Regions from separate parts of the Anas platyrhynchos genome. Here region 2 is linked to region 1. A link is a contact called in public Hi-C data. All regions are on one chromosome and are shown on one strand. The core of a region is the stretch at or near the end of the contact, and the rest is flanking DNA. Distances in the headings are between cores, read along the strand shown. Region 1 holds the start of LOC101797130 (START domain-containing protein 10). Region 2 has its middle 160 kb from the start of PCDH1.

Region 1 (6,306 bases), core at 2,126-4,625:
CTCAGTCACTGCTCTGCCAGCGATGGGAGAGGAGCCACGGTACCCGTACGTGGCCATGTGTGTGTCTGCATGCACGCTCACATGGGCAGGAGCATGAGTGTGCAAGCGCATGCATGTGCAGGTGCATGCATGCAAGTGTGAGGGTGTGCACAAGCAATTGTGTGCACACAGAGATGCACGTGCGCATCTATATACACACGTCTGCATGTGCACTCACACACATGAGCATAGGCGCACCCCTGCCTGCACGGGACACTCGTGCACAGATATGTTTGCACCAAGCATGGGCGCACACATGCACAGCCTGTGTGTTTGCTCGTTGTGCACTCAGGTGTGCTTGCACAGCTCCCCACACCGCACGTTTGCAGCAGCCTTCAGCGCTGAAATCTCGGGGAAATTTCTCCTGGTTTTGCTGGCGGACGGGGCTGGGCGCGGGAGCAGCAGCAGCTGGCACAGCGCGCCCGCGCCGCAGATAAGTTCCTGCCACCAAGTTTCCTTCCCCTGCTCATTTTCTGATTAGCCCCTGTCTGATGCGTCGGCAGCCGCGCTGCACGGAGCTTATTCAAAGGCGGCGTAATCTTTGCAAAGCAGCAAACAGGGGGCAGGGACGCATCCAGCTCCCAGCAGTCGGAGGTAATAACTCCTCGGGGACGCGCTGACAAGCCGCCGGGAGGGCTGTGGAAATCCTTTCTGCGGCTGAGCCGAGAGGATTCTCCTGCTATCCCCTAAAGCCTGCGTGTCACCTAGTCCAATAAATGGCATTATAGGGAAGGTGGCACTTTGTTCCGGCGTATCTCGGCACTGTGCTGGCTTTGCATGGGAAAGTGAGGCTTAGGGGGTGGGGGTGAGCGGGTGGCCAAGGGAGCTGGGGTTGGGGACGGCATGGAGACATCACCCTGGAGTGGCCCTGGTTGTCCCATGTCCCTGCGTCCTGCCTGGTCTTGGTGCCGCTGGGCACCACGCTGGCCAATAACTTCAAAACAACGTGGAGATTTGCAGCAAAATCCTCTCGTGAAGAGATTTAGGAGGGTGACTGAGATAATTAACCATCTCTCCCCAAGCATTGACTTGCAGCTGAAAGGGGGAAAAATAACGATGTTTTTCACACGCCTCTTAAATCACCCTGATGCCCAGCCGGGGTGTGGTGCAAACGCAGCTCAGCACAGCAGCTGTGGGGCTGGGAAAGCCGTGGTGGAGCTGAGCAGAGCAGGGATTTGGGTACAGGGGGACAGCCAGGGATGGGGACACCTCACAGGCCACCTGCACAGGAGGAGCTGCCTGGGGAGGGACCTGCCCTGGCCCTGCATCAGCTGTAGGATGCTGAGGGGTGGCACAGAGGTGCACAGCTACTTGGGGAGGCTTGGTGCCACATCACCTGGTGACCTGTCTCTGCTGGGACCCGCAGCCCTGCCCATGCCAGCACGAGGTGGACCTGCCACTGTGGGTGCTGCCCTGGCTCTGTCACCAGCTGGGGACACAGGTGAAGGGGAGCTGACTCCACAAGGGGAGGAGGGCAGGGAGAGGTGTCTGAACCTTCCCCCAGCAGCCTGTGTGAGCCACCTGAACCCCAAACAGGGGACGGTGCTCCAGCAAGGCTGTCCCACCGCTGTCCCCTTGTCCTGCTGTGTTTCTCCATGCCAGCCCCTGGGGACAGGGAAGTGACCGGACAGGGCTTGACACCCCGGGTGTGCTGGGCGTTATGGGGGGGAAAACGTCCCCTCCCACCCCCCAAAACATTTCCCTACCGCCCAAAGCCCCCAAAGTGGCAGTATAAGCCCCGCATTGGGGCAGGGAGGAGATGCCCACCGGCAGCATCCAGCTGCACGGTGACACCCAGAGCTGTCCCCGCCCTGTCCCCCCTCCTTGGCAGGGCTCGGGGCGGCCAAGGAGGCGACCGTGGGTGGCTTCAGGCCCTGCCAGGAGCGGGGGGGAGGCAGAGCAGAGCGAGGAGGAGGAGGAGGAGGAGGAGGAGGAGGAAGGCCGTCGGTGCTCCATCCCACCCCCTGCCTGACGGCGAAACGCAGGCGGCTCCCCCCGGCCGCGGCTCGCCCCCACCTCCCGGCCGTCCCCCGGCCTCTCCCTGTCGCTGTCACCGGTGGAGCACGCGTGACACCCAGTGGGCGACCCACGGACTGCAGGGCCGGGAGCCGGGGACGCCCCGAGCCCAGCCCCAGCCGGGGACCGGCCCCGATCGCTCCCCGCTGCTCGGCCGCTCCAGGCGCATCCAGTCCCAGGGCGGCCCCGGCACCCCCCTGGGGTGGATCCTGCGGGGGCAGCCTGTGCAGGGCTTCACCGCCCTCATGGTAAAGGGTTTCTTCCTAACACCTCGTCTAAATCCCTCCTTTTTTAATTTAAAACCACCCCCCTCATCCGAGCACTGCGTGTCCTGGTAAAGTCCCTCCCCAGCTCCTTGCAGCCCCCTTCACACCCCCGTGGCCCCTCTCCAGCAGCCCCGAGCAGCCCCCGAGGGCAGCGCTGCGGGGGCAGCAGGGACAGTCCCTCCCTCGCCCGCTGGCCTCGCTGCTTGGGGTGCAGCCCAGGATGTGGTCAGCTTTCCGAGCTGCTCACACACCCGTTGCTGGCTCGCCTTGCACTTCTCATCCAGCAGCACCCCCGGGTTGCTGGGGGCCGCTCTCAGCCCATTCCCTGCCCAGCCCACGCTCACCTTTGGGGTGGCCCCGACCCCAGTGCAGCACCTTGCACTTGGCCCTGCTCAGCCTCGTGAGGTTCCTTTGGGCACAGTGAAGCCCTCAGTGACCCCGCAGTGGGGTCTCACAAACCAGGGGGTGGTTTTGGTGACTTTGGTTGTGCAGCTGAGCAGCTGGGGAGCTCCTTCCAGGGGCGTTTGCCCAAGTGAGGGTGCCTCGATGCCTGCTTGGTGGCTGGGCTCAAGATGGGTGCTGCAGGGTGAGGTCTGGGACCGTGTTCAGCATCCCCCCTGTGGGTTGGTTGGGGACCCACATCACCCGTGGCACAGCCCTGCAGGCGAGGCTGCACTGGGAGGCTGCACAGGCCGAGCCTCAGCCCAGGTGGACACCAAGAAGCTCAAAATTGTGACCAACGGGGAGCTCATGGACATCGCCCAGGTGGGACAGGTAACGCCAGATTCCACCCAGGGCATGGGCAGGGTCCCAACAAAAAGCACCGGGGACGAGGTGGCAGACAAGAGGGTGACAACTGGGACAAGCTGTGTCCTGGGACCCGGCAGGCGTGAGGCCAGCAGCATGAGGGATGGGACTGTCCCCCTGGTAGGTGACAGAGAGGGCACAGCTGGGTGCTGCATCTCCTCCTCCGTGCTCCTGCCAGCAAGCTGCTGCTGCGAAGTCAGGCTCAGAGATTGCCAGGGGACGGTAGGGATGGCAGGGACGGGGACACAGGGGGCCAGGGGCAGCTCTGCCCTGAAAACCGAGCCACCCGCGTGCTGCTACCTGCTGAATAATAGAGGAGCCGGCGGGCAGCTGGAGAGAAACGTGATCCCGGAGAGCCTGGGAAGACATCTGAGCTGCCGGCAGCTGCCGTAGCACCCGCAGGGCAGGAGCCTTCCTCCCCGCCGTGCCGTGTGGCCGCAGGGCTCTGTGCATCCTCGGGGCCGTGAGGATGAGGATGGCCGCGTGAGCCGCGCGCAGGAGCTGGCTCCCCGGGCGGTGAGGCAGAAGGAGCCTCCCTCAGCTCAGCCCCCATGTCCAGGGCGGGGGAGATGGTTTATATCCCGGATGATTCCGACTTCAGCTCATTCAAGGAGCAGTGCGAGAGCCTGGAGGGCTGGCACTGCCACTACAACAAGGCTGGCATCACCGTCTGGAGCCAGGGCCAGGAGGAAAGCTGCACCGTGCAGAAAATCAAGGTGAGCCCTCCCCTGCGCGCCCCCCGTCACACCAGCGCCCTGCTGCAGCCCACCCCAAACACCGGGGCTTGGGGGCTTTGGCCCCAAAAGCACTTCTGCAGCTCGCAAGATGCTGCGTGGGCTCTCTGCCTGCCCCATGCTCTCAGCATCTGGACCAGGATGCTGCTGCAGCATGGAAATGTGCCCGGGGCACACCCCTGTGTGCTCACCTTGCTGCTGCCCTTGCTCCAGACATAGGTGGGAATGACCTTGTGGAGACAGCCTTGTTGGGAGCCCCTGGGGCATGAGATGGGCAGGTGGGTGCCTCTCCCCCAACCCTGCCATACTGGGGCTCATCGCCTCACGTCCCGCACCAGCCGAGCAACCCTGAGGGTTTCGGATGCCCCACGTGCTGTGCCGGCGACTTTGCTGCCTGCCAGGGGAAGGATCTGGGATGCTGTCCCTGGGGCTGTCACACCGTGCTGCTCACACATGGCACCAGTGACAGTGCTGGGTGACCCTGAGCATATCAAGAGTGGCTGTGGGGTGAGGGAGCCCCATCACATCCTCAGTCCTGCTGGTGGGAGCATCCTGCGGGGCAGCGCTCAGCTCCAGGGCACTGTTGTGGCTTTTCAGCCACAGGATCCTCACCGGGGATCAGACAGGGATGGGGTCTGCCGGAGCAAGTGTGGCTGGAGCACCTGACCAAGGGGCTGACCTGGCAAGGAGGGCTTCTAGCTAGGAGCACCAGGGAAGGGTGACCATGACCTGGAGAGCTGGGAGGCACGGGGAGGTGGAAAGGAGGCACCTGAGGTAGAGGATGCTGGAGGAGCCTCTTGCACCACTCTCCTGATCGCAGAGCGGCCACAGCCCAGCATGACACCAGGAGGAGGCTGCGGATGCCCCATCCCTGGGGGTGCTCAAGGCCCTGGGCAACCTGATCCAGCGGGTGGCATCCCTGCCCGTGGCAAGCGGCTGGAACCAGGTGATCTTTAAGGTCCCCTCCAACCCCAAGCATTCTGTGATTCCTTGAGGAGCTGGGCATGCAGGCACATGGTGATTGCGATGCTGCTGTGGATGGAGGCCCATCATGGTCAAGCTGATGAGGAAGAGGAGGAGGAGGAGGAGAGGCAGAGATGAAGCTCTGCACAGAGCTGCAATACATGCAGCTCTGACGTGGGATGGGTGGTGAGCCAGGGCAAGCTCCCAGGCCAGGACCAAGCAGCACACAAGCCAACTGGGCATTCACAAGTCCACAGGACCGTGTAGGATGCACCCAAGGGTGCTAACGGGTCTGGCTGAAGTCATGGAGACTGCAGGAGGTCCCTGATAACCAGCAAGAGGCAAACATCACATCCAGAAGGGCAAGAAGGAGGCTGCAGGGCTCCATCCCCGTACAGGAGGTGAAGCACAGCCATGTGCAGGCACCCAAAGGACAAGAAGGGACGTGGGGACAGCAGCAGGGACTGCGGCACGGTGGTCGGGACAGGCTGGCAGGGTCCTGGCAAAGTCCAGCCCTGTTCAAACAAGCACAGCCCGGCAGAGGATGCAGCATTATAGCTCCCCTTTCCACCACTGAGCCCCATAGAGAAGGGGTCCCAGGAGGGATCAGGGGGGCTGAGCATCATCACGCCATCACCCAGCTGGGGGCACTGCCAACAGCTCCTTGGTGCAGATTTTGGTTGGGCTGCAGGAGGATGGGCAGTACGCTTTAGGGGGGGATTTTGGGGGTGCAGTGGTCCTACTGGGGCACCTGTTGCTTCCAGGAGGATGTGTGGGCCCCTCCTGCAGTAGCAGGACCAGGTGAGGACGGGCTGGGTGCTCCCACCCCACAGAGCCCCACGGGCACAGCTCCAGCCCCACGGGGCAGGCACCTCACCCCGGGGAAAGCTGGCCCGAGATTGATGGGACCTGCCACCCGCGTTCAAAGGGCCGTCTCCCATTACACGGCGCTGCCGCGCACCTCATCAAAGATGCAAGGCCTCTAACGAGGAGCAGATGACATCTCCTTCCTCCAGCGCCAGGAGGAGCAGGGATGGGGCCATCAATAATGCACGGCCTGTGCCCGCGGGTGGCTCCGGTTGCAGCCGGACCAGCCAACAGGAGCAGCCTCAAGACCCCATCCCTGGGGGTGGGCACGGTCCTGGGGACCCGAGGGGGACCCCAGGGAGACTTGAGGGGGACCTGACCACCCGTCTCCCCACAGACCCGCATCTCCTGCAAGGACGTCCCCGCCGAGACGCTCTACGACGTGCTGCACGACACCGGCTACCGCAAGAAGTGGGACTCGCACGTCATCGAGACCTACGACATCGGGCGCCTGACCGCCAACGCCGACGTGGGATACTACTCCTGTGAGCAGCCCCCAGACCCACCCCCCCGCATCCCTGGGTGCCCCCGGCCGGGCTGTAACCGGGTGTCTCCGCAGGGAAGTGCCCCAGCCCCCTGAAGAACCGGGATTTCGTCACGCTGCGCTCCTGGCT
Region 2 (5,838 bases), core at 2,161-4,660, 230 kb before region 1:
CAGGTCTTCTGGCCCTGCCTCCTGGAGGGGCTTTGGACCTTTGCTGGACCTCACTCCTTCCTGGCTCCTGCTGCTCCTGACTGGGCCCTGGACTCAGTTCATTTTTGGCTATGACTGGGACTGCTGTTGGACCCGGTTACCAGAACCTGGCTCTGCTTGCTGTATTCAGATGCTGTGGGACTGCTCCTGCTGGTGAGGATGCTGCTCCTGCTGGGGTCACCCTTAGCTCCTGTTCCGCCTTCCTAAGCTGTCCCTTGCTGCTCCCTGAGAGTAGGTACATCCTGGTAAGCAAGACAGAGTAGGAAAGCACATTTTCTGAGAGCAGGTCGTGTAGTTGTGCAGGTATGTCCACACACAGCAGCACTATTCCTCTTGTGGTTGTAAATAAATCTCTTAAGGTTGGTGGTGTTCAGCATGTGCTATGGGGTGCTGAACATGCAGGGTGCAGTGCTTCCTGCTAGACTGCAAAGCCCACTGTAATGGCTGGTGTCACTGAATAACACACCCAGAAATTAAAATCTCCTTCAGAAGGAGAAGCCTGCTGGCTGTAGAAGTGAGGATGTCTGTGCTCGTGGCAGTAATCTCATGACATGTGTGGTGAATGCACCTGCAGAAATGAAAAGAGCTTTTGGGATGCCTAGAAGAGATCTTGCCAATGCAAGCAGAATGCCCCTGTCATGCATCCCTAGTGACCCAAATCACCGATTAGAAATAACTAGGGCCACCTTAGAAATACTCAGGCACCACCCCAAGGAGATGTACCTGGGCTCTCGAAGCTGTGTGTGTTAACAGCATGCCAAGGGGCTCAGAGGGTTCAGAGATGTGTTCCTCCACCCAGCACCAAGTGGCCGCTTGTCCCCACACCTCACTAAGCCAGAGCATTTCAGGACAGGGAGAAAAGACGAGGAACTTGGAGTGCCTTGACTCTTGTTTGTAACGTTTCTCTGGACTTACTGGCATGGCCAGACCCTGGGGACCATCGGCCTGCCAGGCCAGCAGGTGGGCAGCATGTGATGCAGCTCACACAGGAGCTGGTTGTAGCTGGAGATGGGTATTGCTGGTGCGTGGCAGCTTTTCATCCGACCATTTTTCTCGTATTTTAGTGTTGAAAATTGGAATATTTTGAGTGAAGCGAAGAGCTGTTTGGAGACAAATTCATTATTTTGTTGAAGGAGAGCTCCTGAGCTGAATTGTTCGTCCACCCACCAGCCCCAGAGGCTCTGCTCAGAGCAAATCCTCAGCTGCCTCCTGGAGCAAGGGGCTCTCAGACAGCTCCTTCCTCCAGTGAGTCATCCCCCAAGGCACAACAACAAATTTCCTCAAGAGCAAGGGTTGCCCAAACAATTTAGCCAAGCAAATGTTTTACTGTAGTGTTGTCCAGGGAGGGGATTCTGTACTCTGTTGTACAGAATAACTTACAGAGCCTGCAGTAGTGGTTTAGTGTAACAGATTTAAACCTGTGCTGAATGACTACTGAGTATGTAGAGGGGTGTGTTGGGGGATGCAACTGAGAAATCTCTAGAAATTGTGTTCTGCGGTTGTTGCTGCTGCTTCTAGCACATTGTAACAGCCTGGCAGAGGTTGCCCTTAGGGAAGGGCAGCAGCGTTGGTCCAGGAGGCTGCATGTAGGCTGTAACCTCATTAAAATCAAACACGCATATGTAAGATCTGAGTGTTAGGAGACGGTGAAAGAAAGAAAACAAACACTGGCAGATCAGACTCATTCTGACACTATAGATGAAAAGCCAAATGAAGTCTAGAAATTCATTCATCCACATCACTCATGCTAAACCTTAAAATGTTCATACTAGCCAATGAAAACCATTAAAGAAGTGACAGCTAGGTTCTCTAGAGGAGAAAGAGTCAGAGTAGCAGATACGGGATATGCTTTAGCAAGAAAAAATTGATGAGCCAGCCTCTAAGTTAGTGATTTCTATGACTTCATCGGTACATTAAAAATGTAAGTGAATGCCATTTGGTGTTAGCTCTGCTCCTAAGATATTAGATGGAGTCAATTCACAGTTCTTCGGTGGATAATACTTTTTGTTTTTAGCAAAGGGTGTTGAAACAGAATGGAAAATTAAAGCAATTTTTCTGACAGCAATGCATAAATGTTGACCACAAAACAGAAAAGCAAAAAAACAAAATAAAAAGCAAGTACACGTCTAACCAAGTGCATCTGTATTAGGCAGCAGTGATTTCATTACTGTTTTCATTTGAATAAAGGCAGAGGATGATATGCCCTTTCTCTAATGGAAATGCTCTTCAAGTCCAAGCTATCCATGGTCATTATGCTCTGAAGAGGATTGCTTAGGAAATAGCTGTATAGAGTCAGACGTGTGCCTGGGGCGCAGCAGTGCTCCTTCCACAGCTGGACTTGTTTTCCCTAACAGCATGGGGCTGGCTGCAGGTGGGTCCTGCCTTCCCATAAACACCCATGTCTGTAGGGACATGTTCTGAAGTGGAATGCTTCAGGAAAAACTACAAGTCCATCTAGAGAATGGGCTCTGCTTGGGGTAATGGGTCTTTGCTCGGTTACCCCTCTGGTCCCAGCTCCTTGCACATCCAATGGGGGAGCATCCAAGGCCATTGCTGCTGAAACCCATGGCCCAGGTGCTTGTCCACTCAGGGCTGTGTTAGTTTTTCCTAGGGAATCCAGAATAAGGATTCCCTAGGAAAAAGGATCCCACTCCTCCCCTCATCCTTCCTCCAGCTCTCTGGTGGCAGAGGAGCTGGCTGCAGAAGAGTGTTGGACTGGCCTGTGCCATGGTGAGGTCTCCTGTGTTGCTCTGGTATGTGCTGCCTCTGCTTTGTCACTGTCCCCACACCATCCCACCATGACTTCTGCTGCCTGGGATATACTTCCTTCCCCCAAAGGATCTCAGGAGCCTCCTAAGCTCTGTCCTGTGGCTGTACACCTTCTTGCAGGAGCTCAGGCTCCCGCTGGGCACACCTTGCTCCTGGAGATGTCCCCATCTCAGCGACCAGCCATGTCCCCCGGTGCTCGTGGTGCATCAATGGTGGGATCCAGCCTTCTGCCCACCCCAACCGTGCCCCTACCCCAAACTATGCAGGGCGGGCAGTGTGAGCTGATGGGAGAGGTTGGGGGCTCCTGGGCGAAGAGGGGGCCGAGTGGCCAAGCCGTAGCCGAGCCGAGCGTGCTGTCCGTCGTGGTGCCACTAGATGTCCTTATGAGAAAGGGCTTGGGGCTGCCCACGGCCGCGTAACCACCGAGACAAAGCTGGGACTGGAGCTGGGGGCACCCCAACCTCTCTCCTCCAGCGGCTGCAGGGACCAGCCCCGGGGGAGCCGCGGTCCCAGCCCCGCATCGCTCGGGGATGCTGCAGCACGGGGGTGCGCGCAGGCTGTGCTGAGTCAGTCCTCGCCCCTCCTTATCAACTCCAAGTGTTAAAAAATAAAAGGCTGAGCGAGGAGCCGCGTGGGAGGCTGAGCTGGTGCAAAGGGCTTGCACATGGCTTGAATCCTCTTTGCACAGCTCCCCGAAGCTGGCCAGAACGTGGGAATCGCAGGATGGCTCAGCACAAAAAGCGCTGCTTTTGGGTGCGTTTTGCACCACGTCTCCGTGAGGCTTTTGCTGTCGAGGGCTTTGTGGTGCTGGCACAGGGAGCCAGCCCTTGCTGTGATGTCCCTCTGGGCGGGCCAGCACCACGCACTCCCTCCTGCCGGCTTCCTCGGTGCTGGCAGCGTGCTGGGAGAAGGACTGAGAAAGCAGAAGGTGAAACTCTGCAGCAGGGAGATTAGAGCGCTCGGGTTGTTTCTTTTTTTTTTTTTTTTTCTTTTTTTTTTTTTTTTTTTCTCCCCCCTCTTCTTCAAAGGAATGACTTTGTATTTTTGGAAATAATAGCTGCTCCGAAAATCCTGGTACAAACTCTTCCAGGCTCCAGCCTTGCTTATCACGCGCTATGCTAGGGGCCCTGTTGGGAGTGTAGGATTTTAACTCTTGGCTTCCTGCTCGCTTTTCCCACTTCTAGTAACTTGCTGCCCCCTGCCCCATCTCAAATTAATGCTCGGAACTGAGAGCAAATCTCAGCAGGGATGGTGAGGGGGGGTTGAGGCGGGGATGCTGGGGAGCGGGGAGGTGGGCGCTGAGCAGCCGTGCTCCAGCGGCGAGTGGCAGGCGGTCTGCAGCCTGGCAACCTGCAGGCACGGCTTGCAGAAAGGGAGCTGCCCAAAATTGGAAGACTGGAAATAAATCATTGTCGTGGCTTGGTTTCTGGGCTGACCTCCTCATCTTTGGTGTAGCCTTCAACAGGGCTGATGTCTCTTGGGAGTCAGGAGTCTTGGGGAGGGGGGAGACGGCAAATTCGACAGCGGAGCAGAAGTGATGTGAAGGAGGGGAGCCAGCAGCACACTAATTGCATTTGCAGATAACTCCTAGCTGGAAGGAGATGCAAACTCCAGTGAGAAGTGAAACACAAAGGAACCCGGAGGGACTGGAGCTGTGGGCAGGAAGCGACAATGCAAACCAGCCCCTGATGAATGCAGTTCCTCTCTTGTGGGAAAATAACCCCAAAGCTGAATTCAATGGGAATGAAACACCTGGAGAGCAATAGCCTTGGGCAGAAAGCACTCGGTGTACCAGGTAGGAGTTTGTAGTCCCTGCTATTGTGAGTTGCAGACCCTGAGGAATTGTCTGGTAGGGCAGGAAGGGGCCCTGTTGCTTGCCTGAATCCCAGGAAGAATGCAGTTCAGGTAATGTGTGAGGTGCTGGCTCCAAGAGGCCTTGAGAAAGGTGGTGGAAAACAAGGGGAAAACTTGTGCATCCCAGTCCTGGGCAGGCTGGGAAAGGAAAGAGCTGGAGGGAGCTAGTGGGACATCAGAGGTGACAAAGCAGGAGGCTGGAGGAAGGGGGAGAAGAGGAAATGCCTCACTGCAGATGTGCTTTGCTATTTTTAGGCGATCCTTGTGGCTGCTGTGTGCAGCGGTCACCCGGAGAGGTGGGGTGTGGTTGGGGAGCAGCCTTTCCTCTGTCTCCTGCCTCCCGTCTGCAAGGGGCAGGGAGCATGGGAGCCTGGCACGGAGTGTGGGGACCCAGCGTGCAGCTCCTCAGGCCACCCGCTCCTTGTGACAGCGGGACCTTGCTGAGGGGCATGGCCAGGGCACAAGTGACACAGCCTATAGCAAAAGAGCCATCTGATGGCATGAGGGTCACCCTGGGTTGTTCGCTTGGGTTCTGCCAAAGCCATTGCCTCCAACTCCACCACCCTGATGTGGACTTGGAGAGGCCACCAACTTCTTTCTGCCCAGGCTGTGAAGACCGGTGACTGGCTGGCTCCTGAGCTATTTTCAGGACTCAGGTGTTTTTCATGTGTTAGATCAGCCCTGTGGAAATCTATTATTGCCTTCTGCTTCCCACTGAAGTCATGCCGTGAGCAGAGCACTCCTCTCAAGTGTCTCTGAGCTGGTCCACCCGAGCTCGTCCTCCTGGGACTCAGTGTCCCCACTGCTATGACATGTCCCTCGCACCCTGTCCTGCCAAAGGACCAGAGGAAGACTCCCTGTGTGTGTCTTGGTGAAGGAGCGGGTGACCCTGGGGTGCTTGGCAGCTCTGACCTTGCTGGTATGGTGTATGGGGGCTTCTCGTGACCGGCCCCTCTAGGTCATGAGCTGTGCTGAGCAGACTGGGACAACGGGTGACAGAGCGATGCAGGAGCTGGGTGTGGGCACCGAGCAGAGGGATGCTGTGTCAGCCCCTCCAAAACACGGCAGCATGGCTGGGGACAGGAGCAGAGGGCAGATGTGGTGAGAGGGATTACAAGACTCCAAACCCATGTAAACCAATGTAGATGGAAAGGGATCATCAGCAACAAGAGCATG

The links. Hi-C and Micro-C count contacts between places; a contact is called where the count stands out from the background.
Region 2: a Hi-C map of subcutaneous adipose tissue shows a contact between it and region 1, with 2.3 times the contacts expected there. The contact joins the enhancer-like site here to the promoter of LOC101797130 in region 1. A contact is called at or near these places in 2 of 8 Hi-C or Micro-C datasets (liver and subcutaneous adipose tissue).

The regions. Positions count from the first base shown.
Region 1 is chr14:12,977,571-12,983,876 of IASCAAS_PekinDuck_T2T, reverse strand. It overlaps LOC101797130 (START domain-containing protein 10), which reads left to right and starts at 3,375. Exons shown (of 6, transcript XM_027468337.3): 1 at 3,375-3,844; 2 at 6,030-6,177; 3 at 6,252-6,306. The coding sequence starts at 3,680.
Region 2 is chr14:13,209,518-13,215,355 of IASCAAS_PekinDuck_T2T, reverse strand. No RefSeq gene overlaps it. Among named protein-coding and RNA genes, the nearest start is that of PCDH1, 160 kb to the right of the region's middle. Within about 2 kb of position 3,410, at least 1 of the 8 cell types and tissues checked has an H3K27ac peak or open chromatin away from gene starts, as enhancers often do.